Regions from separate parts of the Rattus norvegicus genome. Here region 2 is linked to region 1. The links are chromatin contacts, called in public Hi-C maps. All regions are on one chromosome and are shown on one strand. The core of a region is the stretch at or near the end of the contact, and the rest is flanking DNA. Distances in the headings are between cores, read along the strand shown. Region 1 has its middle 28 kb from the start of Tlr10. Region 2 overlaps Tbc1d1 (TBC1 domain family member 1).

Evidence for each region. Hi-C and Micro-C count contacts between places; a contact is called where the count stands out from the background.
Region 2: a contact with region 1 is called in a Hi-C map of the Rat2 cell line, with 11 times the contacts expected there. The contact joins two enhancer-like sites. A contact is called at or near these places in 12 of 12 Hi-C or Micro-C datasets (the A7r5 cell line, the Rat2 cell line, Schwann cells and 7 more) and 1 of 1 datasets of contacts at active chromatin or transcription factors (oligodendrocytes).

The regions. Positions count from the first base shown.
Region 1 is chr14:43,791,399-43,794,309 of GRCr8, forward strand. No RefSeq gene overlaps it. Among named protein-coding and RNA genes, the nearest start is that of Tlr10, 28 kb to the left of the region's middle. Within about 2 kb of position 1,498, at least 5 of the 93 cell types and tissues checked have an H3K27ac peak or open chromatin away from gene starts, as enhancers often do.
Region 2 is chr14:44,354,635-44,357,545 of GRCr8, forward strand. All of the region lies in intron 14 of Tbc1d1 (TBC1 domain family member 1), which reads right to left. Among named protein-coding and RNA genes, the nearest start is that of Tbc1d1, 130 kb to the right of the region's middle. Within about 2 kb of position 1,462, at least 5 of the 93 cell types and tissues checked have an H3K27ac peak or open chromatin away from gene starts, as enhancers often do.

The DNA of each region.
Region 1 (2,911 bases), core at 248-2,747:
GGAGGGGAGGGAATGAGGGCTTATGGACAGGAAACCAGGAAGGGGAATAACCTTTGAAATGTAAGAAAAGAAATATATCTAATAAAAAATTTAAAAAAAAGAAATAAGCCCCTCTTCCCTTAATTGCTTAGGCAGGCTCACAGTTCTCCACTTCTTTACTTTGTCTGCCCTTCAGTTCATTTATTCCTTCATTCATGCACGTCTGTCTGTCTGTCCATCCCCCCCCATACAATCAAAACCACATGCCAATTGTGTCAGGCACTGAGCTAAGGTCTGGACAGACAGAAACAGGACGAAAAGGCCCCTCCCCACTCTCTCATAAAGCCCCCACCCCAGTGAGTTTAAGTGGAGAGGGTGGCTGTGCTGGGGGCTTGAGGAACGTCAGAGATGGCACATTGTAGGCTCAGAAAAGGCGTAGCACAAATTGTACATCTGAGTAGAGTTTTTCCACACCAGAATGCTCAAAAGTCATTCCTGCCACACCATCACCATGCTGAAACCTACCTTTAAGCTTACCTGCCTGCTGCATTGTTCAGATACAACGTCCCATCATCACCACCTTTTCTAAGGCCTGCCCTGTTGTCTGCCCTACTTCCAACCCTATCAGAGCACAGTGCTCAGGTACCCTCATCCCCTAAAATCTCTTCTGTGTCTACTTCCCTCCCACAACCACTAGAATTTGATCCAAATGGTCACAGATATCTCTAAGGTATCCTAGTTATTTCTAGTTCATTAACACACACACACACACACACACAGAGAGAGAGAGAGAGAGAGAGAGAGAGAGAGAGAGAGAGAGAGAGAGAGGTGCACCATATACCTTAATACAATGGATCTGAGTGTGTATAAATTTGCAGATACAAGCATCATGTGTATGTAAGTCCTATTATGTATGTGAATGTGCAACTGTATAAACTCCGGTTTTCTGAGAATCCTAAGTGCTTGGTTGAGATTAGCTGTTGCTTCCTCAAAAAACAAAGCTGCAGCCAGCTTTTCAATCTCAGAAATAAAAGAGCATCCATGGATAATTTTGCCATAAGAGACAAAGCTGGGGCACCCAGCAGATGTTGGAAGCACTTGAGTGATATGAGATGTATTCTACCATTTACCTTTGAGAAAGGATTTCTTTGCTAGCAAGAGCCTGAGCCTCTCTCTCTCTCTCTCTCTCTCTCTCTCTCTCTCTCTCTCTCTCTCTCTCTCTGTGTGTGTGTGTGTGTAGTATCCTTCTTAGTATTGATACAGCCCTTCTTCTTGTGTTCAGGAGAGATCGGCTCTAACTTTCATCCCAGTCTTTCAAATAAGGAGGATAAAACATGGAGAGATTCAGGAACCCAAAGTCACAAGGAACCAGGACTGATGTGGGGGCAGCCTGGCTCTCATGTCCCAGCCTTTTCCTCACTAATGTTCACTGCCATTGCACAGTACTGACGTTTACCAAGCCACTCAACCTTGGAAGGACAGGAAGAGGAGTCATGGAGAAGGGGGAGGCAGGACCTTTGAGACCAGCTCTTGCTGGAGGTCTTGTTCCTTCCTGGATCTCCAGCAGATGGCACTCATGGCCTAAATTACGTGGGCTGCCACTTGAGAAAAAACCCGGATCCTAAACATTTGTCCCTTAGTCTTGAAATATTTTGAGTATACTAATTGGATCCAGTACATGGGAAAAAGTAAGTTGATGTTCCAGAACATTTCTTGGAGGACTTGCAAAATGGGCATTGATAACCAAGAGCCTAATAAACTAGGCTTACTGCTAGACAATGGGGAAAACCTGCTCAACATTGGCTTGCAGACCATTGACAGAGTGGAGTGAAGCCCTATGCTTTTGTAAAGTTTGGGAGCAATTCAGCCTGTCCACACCTTTATGCTGGGGGAGTTTTCTTTCTAGGGGTATATGTCACATCCCTTGCAGGAAATTATGTCAGAGAGATGATCCAGGAAGGCCACACCTATCAGAGGTCAGATGCAGAACCGCCCCCGGAACAGTCTCTGTGAGGTGTTCTTTGCAATTCTTTATCCTTTCAGTACATGCAGTTAACAATGAGTGTAGTCTATTTTTATTTTTTGCTCATTGGTGTTTTGCCTGCATGTATGTCTGTATGAGGGTCTCAGAGCTGGAGTTAAGCTGTGAGCTACTTCGTGGGTGTTGGGAATTGAAACTAGAGTCCTCTGGAAGAACAGCCAGTGCTCCTAACCATTGAGCCATCTCTCCAGCTCCCTCTTTTTGGTTTTTCTTTTTTTTTTTTTTTTTTTCCCCGGAGCTGGGGACCGAACCCAGGGCCTTGCGCTCACTAGGCAAGTGCTCTACCGCTGAGCTAAATCCCCAACCCCTCTTTTTGGTTTTTCAAGACAGGGTTTCTCTGTGTAGTCCTGGAACTCTGTACTAAGTTGACCTGAACTCAGAAATCTCGACTGCCTCTGCCTCCCAAGTACCAGGTTGAAAAGGCTTGTGCCACTTGGAAGCTTTTAGGGCAAATGGGCCAAGTTGTTTTTCTGATTATACAAAAGTTTTTCCATGTCCCTGTTACTCTGAGGAGACCTGATAGTTTTGGGGGACACTCATCAGTCTCTGTTATAGTTTACTTGTATCCTACGAAGCCCATATATGCAAGTCATGAGGTGATGTTGTAAAGTGCTGAGGTCCTGAATGGGTGGGGCACTGCCCCGCCTCTTATTGCTGGAAGAACCAGAGCTAGGTGCTCCCATGACCAGAGATGGACATCTCACCAGGTACAAGATCTATTAGTGCCTTGGTCTTGAACTCCCAAACTCCCAAACTCTCAACAACGTATTTTTGTTGTTTGTAAAGAATATAAGCTTGTGACATTTTACTGCAGCAGACAAAAAAAAAAAAAGACACCCCAAAATGACCCCTTTTCTCTGTGTCCTGTGACATAAGAAAGTAGACTTCAAT
Region 2 (2,911 bases), core at 212-2,711, 560 kb after region 1:
GGCTGTAGGTAAAGACATGGAGCCTCCTATGCACCCTCCTGCTGGTCACACCCAGCCTTCACTAAGTCCACAGATTTGATCCCCCTGAAAACATTGCAAACTTCTTGCCATTGTCACACTTCGACATCTTACTGAAACCTTTAATAGTAACAAATTAAGCTAGATAAGAAAAGCACATCTGCAATTCTAGTACTCACAGGATTGGGAGTTCAAGGCTAGCCCTAGCTACAGAGTTCAAGGCCAATATGAACTATATGAGACCCTGTCCTTGCCTCAAAATTAAGAATAACAAATCAAGGGGTTGGGGATTTAGCTCAGCGGAAGAGCGCTTGCCTAGCCAGCGCAAGGCCCTGGGTTCGGTCCCCAGCTCCGGAAAAAAAGAAAAAAAAATAGTAGAAAAAAAAAAAAAAAAGAATAACAAATCAAAACTTTCCACTTTGGACTTTGTCCTGGGGCACACACACATGCTCTGAATAGTCAGTTGACCCCAAGGAGGAAGTCCCTGCCAGCTGGGTGCTGCAATCAAGTCATAGTCACCTGACTCCCAGAACACCCAGCTCCTATGCTGAGGATAGAAACCTCGGCTCTATTCCCTTAGCAAGCAGAAGTGATCAGGGTGATGATGTTTTCAGATCACTTCACGAAGTGGAAGAACTTCTGTTTGAATTCCAGAGGCACATCGGGAAAAGTAACAGTGCTAGCGTAGCAGTGTTAACAAGCGCAGGAGCAACCAGCCAAGGCAGTCACAGTGGTTCTGGAATGATATGCCAAGGACAACACATATACACACAAAACAAAACAAAACCAAAAACTGAGCAAACAAAAAACTTCACATGAACAATCAGATCCTTGGCGTGAAAAAACTCCATCTTGAGCTGGAGAGATGGCTCAGCGGTTAAGAGCAACTGACTGCTCTTCCAGAGGTCCTGAGTTCAATTCCCAGCAACCACATGGTGGCTTACAACCATTTGTAATGAGATCTGATGGCCTCTTCGGGTGTGTCTGAAGACAGCTACATAAAGTAAATAAATTTAAAAAAAAAAAAGAAAAGAAAAACTCCATCTCAAAACAGGTCTTTATTTACTACAGAAAAGCAAGGTAAAATTGAACAAAAATCAATCTTGCCTGGGAGGTAGAATATGCCTGGAACCCCAGTATCTGAGAGGCTACAGCAGAGGTTTCCAAGTAAGCCCTGCAGAGCTAAATCCCATCTCAAAGAGGAGTAATTAAAAAAATAATCACATCTGTCAACTGGACACTATCTGCTTTTGTCCTTGCCATAAAATCCTGGAGAAAAAGAGACTCTTCCCATAAAGTCCTGCGGAAATCACAACTCCCTATTCAAATAAGTTGCAAGTGGGCAGAAGTACAACTATCTTAACTCCAACAGAACAGTACTGGGGGAAGGAAACAAGTTCTTTCTTGGGCATAGGAGAGCAGGACCACCAAGACCAGGGAGAAACACTGCCACCAAGTGGTGGCAGGCTCTCCAGTCACCCGAGGTTGCCAGGTCTTGATGTGACAGCAATACTTCAAAAGCTTCCTAAAGAAAAAGAGCCCACAAAGTCTGACCTTGACTCAGGCAGTGGGAGGACAGGTCCATCTTGGCTACTTAGGAATCTCCCAGGAAGACCAGGGATAAAGTCCAGCTGGTAGAGTCCTTGCCCCACAGGTCCCTTAGTCCAACCTCAGCACTACATTAAAGAACAAAACAAAACCCAGAAAGACAAGATACAACCACCAACAAAAACCAGACACACCTGTAGCACCCCAGCACTCAGAACTGGAGGGAGAATCAAGAGTTCAAGGGCAGCATCAGTTACACAGTGAGTTCAAGGTCAGCCTGGATCAACCCATTTCCAACAATGAATTCCCCAGATGGCTCTGAGGCCCAGTGAAAGACACACCCCTGAACAAGGCAAAATGACTGCACAGAGACGGATATGGTGTTTGCATCATTCCACTACGTCAGCCATTAAAATCTCCCCAAGACACATAAATTCTTGAAAACAAATTAAGTCACTAAGTACTTCCTACCTCTTGCCCAGTAACATAGAAGTCACACTGAAGATTCCTTACATGCTTTAGTTTGGCCTTAACTGTTTACATCTAGGGTTATCTAGCCTAAAGTTCTTCATGTTTTGAGTAGGGCAGGCTGATCTAGCTGTATTCACAAGCTAAAAAAAAAAAAATCTCTCAACATGGGCTTCACTGGACTATATACTCACAAAATGGGTTTCAAGTCAATAAATCATTCTTATTTATGCCAAAAAGACTTTCCTTCCCATTTTCAAGACATGTCAAGATCTGAAGGCATCTATTGTTGGTGAAATGCACACTGTGATATGAAATACTTAAATGAAATGAACTAGATGAAGACTAAAACTGTTCCCTGGCACAAACAGAACAAAAAGATTTCCTCCGTTCCAAGTGGAGAGCTGCCTAAAAATTATTTCATAATGACAAAGAGTTCTCTTTTGATGGTATGCTGAGAAAAGAAACTAGAGGATGTGCACCACAAACTACCTAGTTAAAAGCTGGTTTCCAGCATCCTGTGCTGTCCTGACAATTAGGTGAGAGTCCTTGACAAGGAAAACAAACTTGCGTACAAAGTACATCCTTGGAGCAGAGCACTGGGCAATGCCTGTAGAGGATGAGGGTAGACAGGGATTTCCCAGGTCCGTGTTTACCCTCTTACTCCCTATCACTGTACCCCATTGCACCCTGCTTCCTTACACGCACACCCCTTCTCATCTAAGGTCACTGGCAGCTCAGTGGTGGAGCACTGGCCCAGCAGGCAGGAGGCCCTGTCTTCATTCCTGTCTCCACAAAGAAAACAAGAAAGTCATTGAAACCCGTGATTAATGGAGGCCTAGAGCAGCCTCACAGAGACTAGGTAGGCCTGAAGACC